Regions from separate parts of the Rattus norvegicus genome. Here region 1 is linked to region 2. Evidence: chromatin contacts called from public Hi-C data. All regions are on one chromosome and are shown on one strand. Each heading gives the region's core, a stretch centred on a gene start, on an enhancer-like site or on the middle of the called end of the contact. The rest is flanking DNA. Distances are from core to core; before and after follow the strand shown.

Region 1 (3,803 bases), core at 326-2,825, 350 kb after region 2:
AACATGTATTCTGCCTCCCTGGCATCTATTTTTTACTTTCTGAATAAGGGCTTCCAAAATTGTGATTGAAGAGTCATCCAGTCTCCACTCTCTATGTGCCTGCTTGAATGGGCTTCTTTTTCTAGCATTGTCAAATAAAGCAATTACCCAACATGCAGTGAGTGTGTTTGTGAGTGAGCATGGCTCTGAAGAGCTCACAAGTGACCTTTCACCTACCAAGCTGAATACTGAAGAGGCTAGAAGAGGTTTCCCTATACAAGGGAGGGCTCAAATAGCCAAGGAGAGAAGAGATATTTGAGAGGTATTGAGATCCTGAGTGTCTACAGTGGGCTCTAGATGAAGTTAAACTTCAAATGTGGCCTTAGTCACTCAAAACTATCCATTCCCTTTCCATTCTCTTGACCTTGGCTGGATGGCACTTTCTGTATTCGTAGTAAAAAGGATATTCATTAATGTTCCTAATTTTATAAATAGAAAAATGAAAACAGACAATTTTGGACTTGCCCAGGAACATTCAGAAAGTAGTATCCATGGAATTTGTTCCGGGCTTTCTCACAGAGAATACCATATTTTTGAAAATACAACAGAAGGCTTGAGGGCAGTGCTTTTCCTTTGACAATAGTGACAGTCAGAGTTAGGTTCAGCTTGACTAGAATGTCGTGTCTGACTGTCTGATCTAGCTAGTCAGGATGTTGCCCCGGAGGTATTTTTGGATGTAATTAGCATATACACTCACAATCAATTGACTTCAAATAAAATACATTATCTCTATATTGTGTGTGATCCTCACCTCATTGGTTCAAGGTCATATTAAAAGCAAAGGGTAGAGTTTTATCAGAGAAGACAGAGTTTTGCTGAAGACCTTACCACAGAAATTTTGATGAACTTTCCAGTAGCATGCATGCCCTTCACTCTTTAGACTTCCCAGCCCGAGGGAGGCAAACCAAATCCTTCAAGTTTCCATCTTTCTAAACAGAAATGTTTACTTTTTAGTCTGTCCCCAAGTCCATAGCCTCCACCCTCTCAGTTAGTATATGATAGGTATATTATTATACAGTATATGTTAGTATAGTGGGCATATTTGATTGGACAAAAGCATAAACAGATCCATCTTTTTCTATTCTCTCCCCCATTATGTACACAGTGAATACTGCTATCTGAACAAATCAGAAATGCAGAGACCACAGAAAATGTGGGAAGGGCCCAAATGGAATCAATCTATTTCTTTCCTCCCACAACAGGTCACTTCCTAGAAATTGAAAGCAATAAAAAGTTCAAGACGAACCCCAGAAAGATGCTTTTATTGGCAAGAGTTTTGTGAGAAGTTTCATTGGCTTTACTTTTATTCCAATGAAAGAGTTAATGAATACTTGAAAAGACTTCTTGTCAAAGTGCCCCTGTGCCATGACTTTTAAATGCAAACTGATTTTGATAACCGAAGACAATGAGACAGCATTTGTCTGGAAAGGCATGAGGCATTTTTTTCTATTCCGTCAGCATTTGATTATGACTAAGTGCAGGGGTCACGTCTGGAAAGAGGACTGGCCAGCTCAAATTTGAGTCACACTTGCCGTCTCCTGTCATTCTTTCCTGAATTCACAGAATCCGCTCAAAAGATGGAGCATTGTTTGGGGCTGTGTGGAGAATAGCTGAATGATCAGTTTGGATTCCCACTGCAACCGTGCTGACATTTGCTAAAATGCCCAAGCCCGATGGGATAAATACTTCACAGTTGGCTGAACTCTGAGGGAAGGGGTTTGACAGGCTGATAAGGGGGAAGGCTGGTATACTCCTCGGCTTTCAAAGGCTGCAAGAACTTGTCAACTCTATCTTCATTCCCAAATAAACCTGAAATCCCCCCCGCCCCCCGCAGAGTCTCATTTTCAGCCACAGCTCTTCCTAGCTTCTGCGCACTGATATTATGGGCAGGAAGAGATAAGTCAGATGATTTGCAGCTAGAACTATAAAAGATGTTTCAGAGAGACAATGGGGGAACGGAGGAGGTTTGGTGGGTTGGAGAATTCTTTTTCTTTCGGCGAGCTATAATCTGGAGTGGAGGCACAATGGCTTAATGAGTTTCTGTCTCTGTACTGTGACAAATCTACAATTTGGCCATTGTGAAAGCAATGATATGTTTCGTTAATTTCATATGTTCGTTTAATAGACTATTTGGAAGGAAGGCATTTTTGCTTTAGAAATTAGAGCAAGGGAAAGCTGATAAAAGCTTCAAGTTGGTGTTCAGCACTTCCTGAAAAATGTTAATAACATTCAAATGCCTTTTCAAACATGAAGACAAATCTCAAAGCCATGTTTTATCTTCTTAGTCATAATCTTAGTCATAGAAGAGGGGAAATCTTTACTCCTTACTCCCCCGACAATCTGCCCTCCCCAATACACACATATAAGCACACTAACACACACGTGCGCGCGTGCACACACACACACACACACACACACACACACACACACACACACCATACACCACACACTACTTATTTTTTCAATGTTTTTTAAAGTTATTTTTTTTCCTTTTCTTTTTTTCGGAGCTGGGGACCGAACCCAGGACCTTGCGCTTGCTAGGCAAGCGCTCTACCACTGAGCTAAATCCCCAACCCCTTAAAGTTATTTTTATTTTATTACTTTATATGTATGGGTATTTTGTCTGTCTGTGTATATGTCTGTGAACCATGTGCATACAGGGTCCACTGAAGTCAAAGAGGATATTGACACCCCCTAACAGTAGGAAGCTGCCATGTAATTACTGTGAATTGAACCTGGGACCCCTGGAAGAGCAACAAGTTCTCTTGACCAATGAGTCATCTCTCCAGCCTCCACAGTTTGTTTTGTATTAGAACAATTGCATGTGGAAATTGGCACTCAGTGATCCCCACTGTGGCATATTCCTCATGCTGCAATATTATTCTCTATGTTAGTCCTAAATCCCCTGTGAGGATGACTCCTCAGAGTCAAGCTACATAAGCCCTGTGCTCTCTGTCTTTACAATCATCTTCATTCTGGACTTCCTTGGGTTCATAGAAGCTGACCCTACACAAGGACTTAAGTATCAGTCATTTACTTGTCACAGAGTCCAGGAAGCATGGGATCTCAGCACGTCCAACACTCAGTGCTTGTTAATCAACTAAAGCTTCCAGAGATGGATTGCAGGGGAGAAATAGCAAGCACGAGATGGAGGAAAGCTGAAGAGGTATGGGATGTCACAGATGTGGCTGCCAGTGGTGCAATTGTAGACTCATTCTCTCAGATACTCTCCCAATGAAGTTTTTACCTCAGGTGTTAAATCACCCTGTCTGCAATCCACACAGCAGATTTGTCAACCCACTCATTGAAACGAATTCATCAGTCATATTTCTCCTTTGCACATGGAAACCTGATGACGATGGTCTTACTTGGCTTTGTAACATCCTAGGCTAGTTCTGTAATTCTGTCACAGAGGAATCTGCAAGTCTAGTTTGAAATTTGATGGGAATAAATGTGTTTTCTGCCAAAGGGTTTTTGAAAAAAAAGGAAAAAAAAGAAAAGTCTTACTTCCCTTAATGAAGTTTCTATCCCAGTGTTGTCAGCAATAACAACAAAAGTGAAGAGGATTGAAAGGAGTGGTCACAAGGGAAATTTAGACCGCAGACAAAGTCTGCAAGCCAGATGTGATTCTACACACCTGTAATCCTAGAACTCGAGGAGCTGAGACTGGAAGATCTCAAATTTGGGCTGCATAATGAGACCATGGCTCAAAAAATAAAATAAAATGAAGGTGGGATGAGAGACAGACTGACAGACAGACAGAC
Region 2 (3,536 bases), core at 434-2,933:
CTGTGTCCTTGGCCTGCGGAAATGTTTCACACTTGCTCCCTCCCTCTGTTACCCCTGTTATGGTATAAATTCAGCCTTGGGAAAAAATAAAATTGTCACCTTGATCAGACTCTTGGCGTCCTTCTTCGCGTCTCTTGTCCCCCATTCTCTTCCAGGTACCCTCAGCGCCCCTCGTTGACAATAAGAATCACATAAGTTATTTCACAAGAGATTAATTTCCTGGTTAAAGAAGCATACATAATCTTTGTTGTTATTGTTGTTTCAAGACAGGGTTTCTGCATTTACCCCTGGCTGTCCTCAAACTCACAGAGAACCCCCTGCCTCTGCCTCCCAAATGCTGGGATTTAAAGGCATGCACCACCACAGCCTGACATAACCATTTTATTAATGTGACTTTCTTACTGATTTTAAAAAGATACCTTTTGACTTAAAATTTAAATGGCTGTACATGTTATGAAATTCTGTAAGTTGTAGAGCATGAGAAAAAATGCTACTTAGTTAAACACAGGTGAGAGGGTAGGGAGGACAAGTTGAAAAACAGCAAAGTGACACATGGAGGGTGGTGCCAACATCAGCAGCTAGGAGCATGTTTAAATTACATGGATGGCCGAAAGATACAAAACATCTCATTTCTCTGCAGGAAACTGTTCTGACCGTCACAGTTCTGACATAACAGGACATGTTATTGCCTGGTTAACACTACTGCATTTTCTGACTAGCAGTTAGGCAAGTACTCTGCATGCATAAGTATAGTTAGAAATTGTCAGGGAAGATCCCCAGGAAGAGTTTGTGTTAAGCAGTAACACAAATGTAAGCGCTTACGGTAAAATGGAATTCTTAATAGTAAAGGTCAAACCTGCCCAAGAGAGACTTTCAGGTAGACTATTAGGCTGAAAAACCAATTCTTGTTTCGTCTTAATAGTTAGCGACGTATGGTAGCTGAGGTGATGGGCTTTGGTTGAATGCAACACACAGCAGTATTTCATGCTTGATTCAGCAGAAATGTGGATGACTTCTGTAGGACTGTGATAAATGGCTGAATTTCTCTTTCCTGAAGCTGAAATGAATGACTAAAACTATCATCAGCAAGATAGGTTGTCAAAAAAATAGTGTATTTCTTAGCAATGGTGTGTTTTCCCTTAAACACAGAGGATATTATGAGATACTTAGGTTAACTTAAAATAGAAAAGAAACAGAAATGCTTACTACTTTTTTAAATCTGTCACTGGATAGTTTGAATTGATTTCACCAAAGGCATTTTTCTTGCAGCAGAACGTGGAGGAAGCTTTTAGGAGGACAGACAGTTTGAGGAGGGAAGCTTGCCCATCTCCAAGCCTGTGTATAATTTTGTAAGAGATTAGGAAACTATCCCCTGTTCTTTAGGCTCAAACAAGAATTTGACTGGGTCATGTGTGTGAGTTCTTGGAACATGAAAGTGCATGCTTTTACACATCATTTTTGTTTAGCAGGTCCAGAAATTTTGGGAACAAAATTCGTGAAACATACTGGTCTCGCCAGAAGGAGGCACTGACAATGGGTCTTTAGTTAGTGACAGCCGTGATTTAGGGAGGATAAATCTGGAGCTGAGTCAGCTCCTGGGACACCTAGCCAGAGGAGATAACAAGGCTATAAAATCCTCCTTCCAAAGAAGAGCCTTATATGGTTTGAGTATCTCATCCTGTGGTTAAATGTTCATGACACAGGAATGCAGTCCACTGACCACCTGGACACAAGCCAATCAGAAACGACCCATGTAATATCCTCAGCACTGACCAATAAAATTTTAGATTACCTAACCCTAGTTAAAACTTCCTAGTTCCCTATAAAAATGCCTGCGTATCTTTGTCTGGGGTCACCATTTTGACGAAAGGTTGACCCCTTCATGTTGGTAATTTCTGTAGAACAAATGCACTATACCTTTGCATACTATTTGAGTTTGGGGGGGTCTTCTTTCAGCAATTCTTGGACCCTAAGTGTTTATCCTTCTTTTTCTGGCTTAGAAAACTTGGATTCTAAAATCTGAGTAGGATGGTAAAGGTAAACAAATGTTAGATCAGTTTAACTCCCTGACTAGTTGTAGAAAATAGAAAAGAAAAGGAAAGAAAGAAAGAAACAAAGAAACAGAGAAAGAAAATAGAAAAGAAAAGGAAAGAAAGAAAGAAAGGAAGGAAGGAAGAAAGAGAGAACGAAAGGAAGGAAGGAAGAAAGAAAGAAACAAAGAAAGAAAGAAGAAAGAAAGAAAAGAAAAGCTTAATGATTTTACCAAGCACTCTGGATAAGGAGAGATATGTATTAGATTTTCAATAATTGTTGCTTGTTGCTGTTGTAACAGTTACAAGACTTGTAGCCAATGGCATGGACTTATTATTCCCAACTACTATGAGTCAGAGTCTGAAGTCAGTTTTGCAAGGCTCCAGTCCTGAAGGTTGGGGGCTGGTTTCTACTGTAGGAGATTTGGGAGAGAATGTGTCCCTTCCTTTCTTCAGCATCTTAAAGACAATGACATTTCTGAGTGTGTCACTGCATTATGGATAGTGTGCCTATGATCGTGTTACCCTTTCCTTCCTCTGAGTTTGTTCTTTTAAAGGATACTTAGGATTCCAGGTGTCTTGATTAGCTTTCTCCTGCCATGATAAAACTCCATGGCCAAAAGCAACTAGAGGAGGAAAGGGTTTATTTCAGTTTAGGGCTCCTCCTTCAACTGTGTGGGAATTTTGAGTAGTCTGATCTTTTGCAGGTCTTGTACAGTTAACCACAGCTACTTGTGAGGTGATCTGTGGTAATCATAGCACAAAGCATTTGTGGTAAGAGGACATTTTAATACACTAGGATTATGAAGGAGAAGAAACAAATTAAAGACGAGAGTTAAGTGTCACATTGCTTTGTTTATAAATATCAAATTAGACCTGAGTTCATGTTCATACATGAAGTAAGATATCCAATATCCAATTGGAAGCCCTTCCCAGCCTTGGAGTTAACAAGTCCTTGAAAAATGAATCAGGCTAGAAACTTGGGAAGGGGTTTGGTCTTTACTGAGCATGGTTGGCCAGACAAGGCTCAGTATTTGAGCCCACGTGAAGCACTTAAAAATGGGCTTTCTTCAAATAAAATGAATCTTACAGTATGTTTTAGACACTGTCAATGAGTATGTAGTGCTTTTACTAGAGGAAGCCATTTCTTAGCTGTATATCATTTTAAAACTTGTCTCAAGCTTTTGCCCCAAGCCTAGCAGGTCCGCATTAGTGGATAGGTTATAGTGTCTACTTTTATGCATTATAGCTTAATTACAAATAGTTTTGGGAGCTCACGAACAGGTTTACCAAATTCTCCTTATTCACATATTTAATTTTAAATTTTCATTTATGTAAATCAGCAGAACTCATTCACCCCTCTGAGCACTCACAAGTACGTATTGTTTCTGTTTCTTAGTTAGGAATGTTGGTTATTCACATGTTGCATTTCCTTGGACAGCAAAACCGAATTTTTTCTAATATTTTAGTTGCATTTTTGTGTTTTCGAACATGGCTTTGTTTCCT

The links. Hi-C and Micro-C count contacts between places; a contact is called where the count stands out from the background.
Region 1: a Hi-C map of the A7r5 cell line shows a contact between it and region 2, with 2.0 times the contacts expected there. The contact joins two enhancer-like sites. A contact is called at or near these places in 2 of 12 Hi-C or Micro-C datasets (the A7r5 cell line and Schwann cells) and 1 of 1 datasets of contacts at active chromatin or transcription factors (oligodendrocytes).

The regions. Positions count from the first base shown.
Region 1 is chr18:49,965,881-49,969,683 of GRCr8, forward strand. No RefSeq gene overlaps it. Among named protein-coding and RNA genes, the nearest start is that of Csnk1g3, 470 kb to the left of the region's middle. Within about 2 kb of position 1,576, at least 4 of the 93 cell types and tissues checked have an H3K27ac peak or open chromatin away from gene starts, as enhancers often do. A contact at or near this core is called in the A7r5 cell line, where this site is marked.
Region 2 is chr18:49,614,753-49,618,288 of GRCr8, forward strand. No RefSeq gene overlaps it. Among named protein-coding and RNA genes, the nearest start is that of Csnk1g3, 120 kb to the left of the region's middle. Within about 2 kb of position 1,684, at least 1 of the 93 cell types and tissues checked has an H3K27ac peak or open chromatin away from gene starts, as enhancers often do. A contact at or near this core is called in the A7r5 cell line, where this site is marked.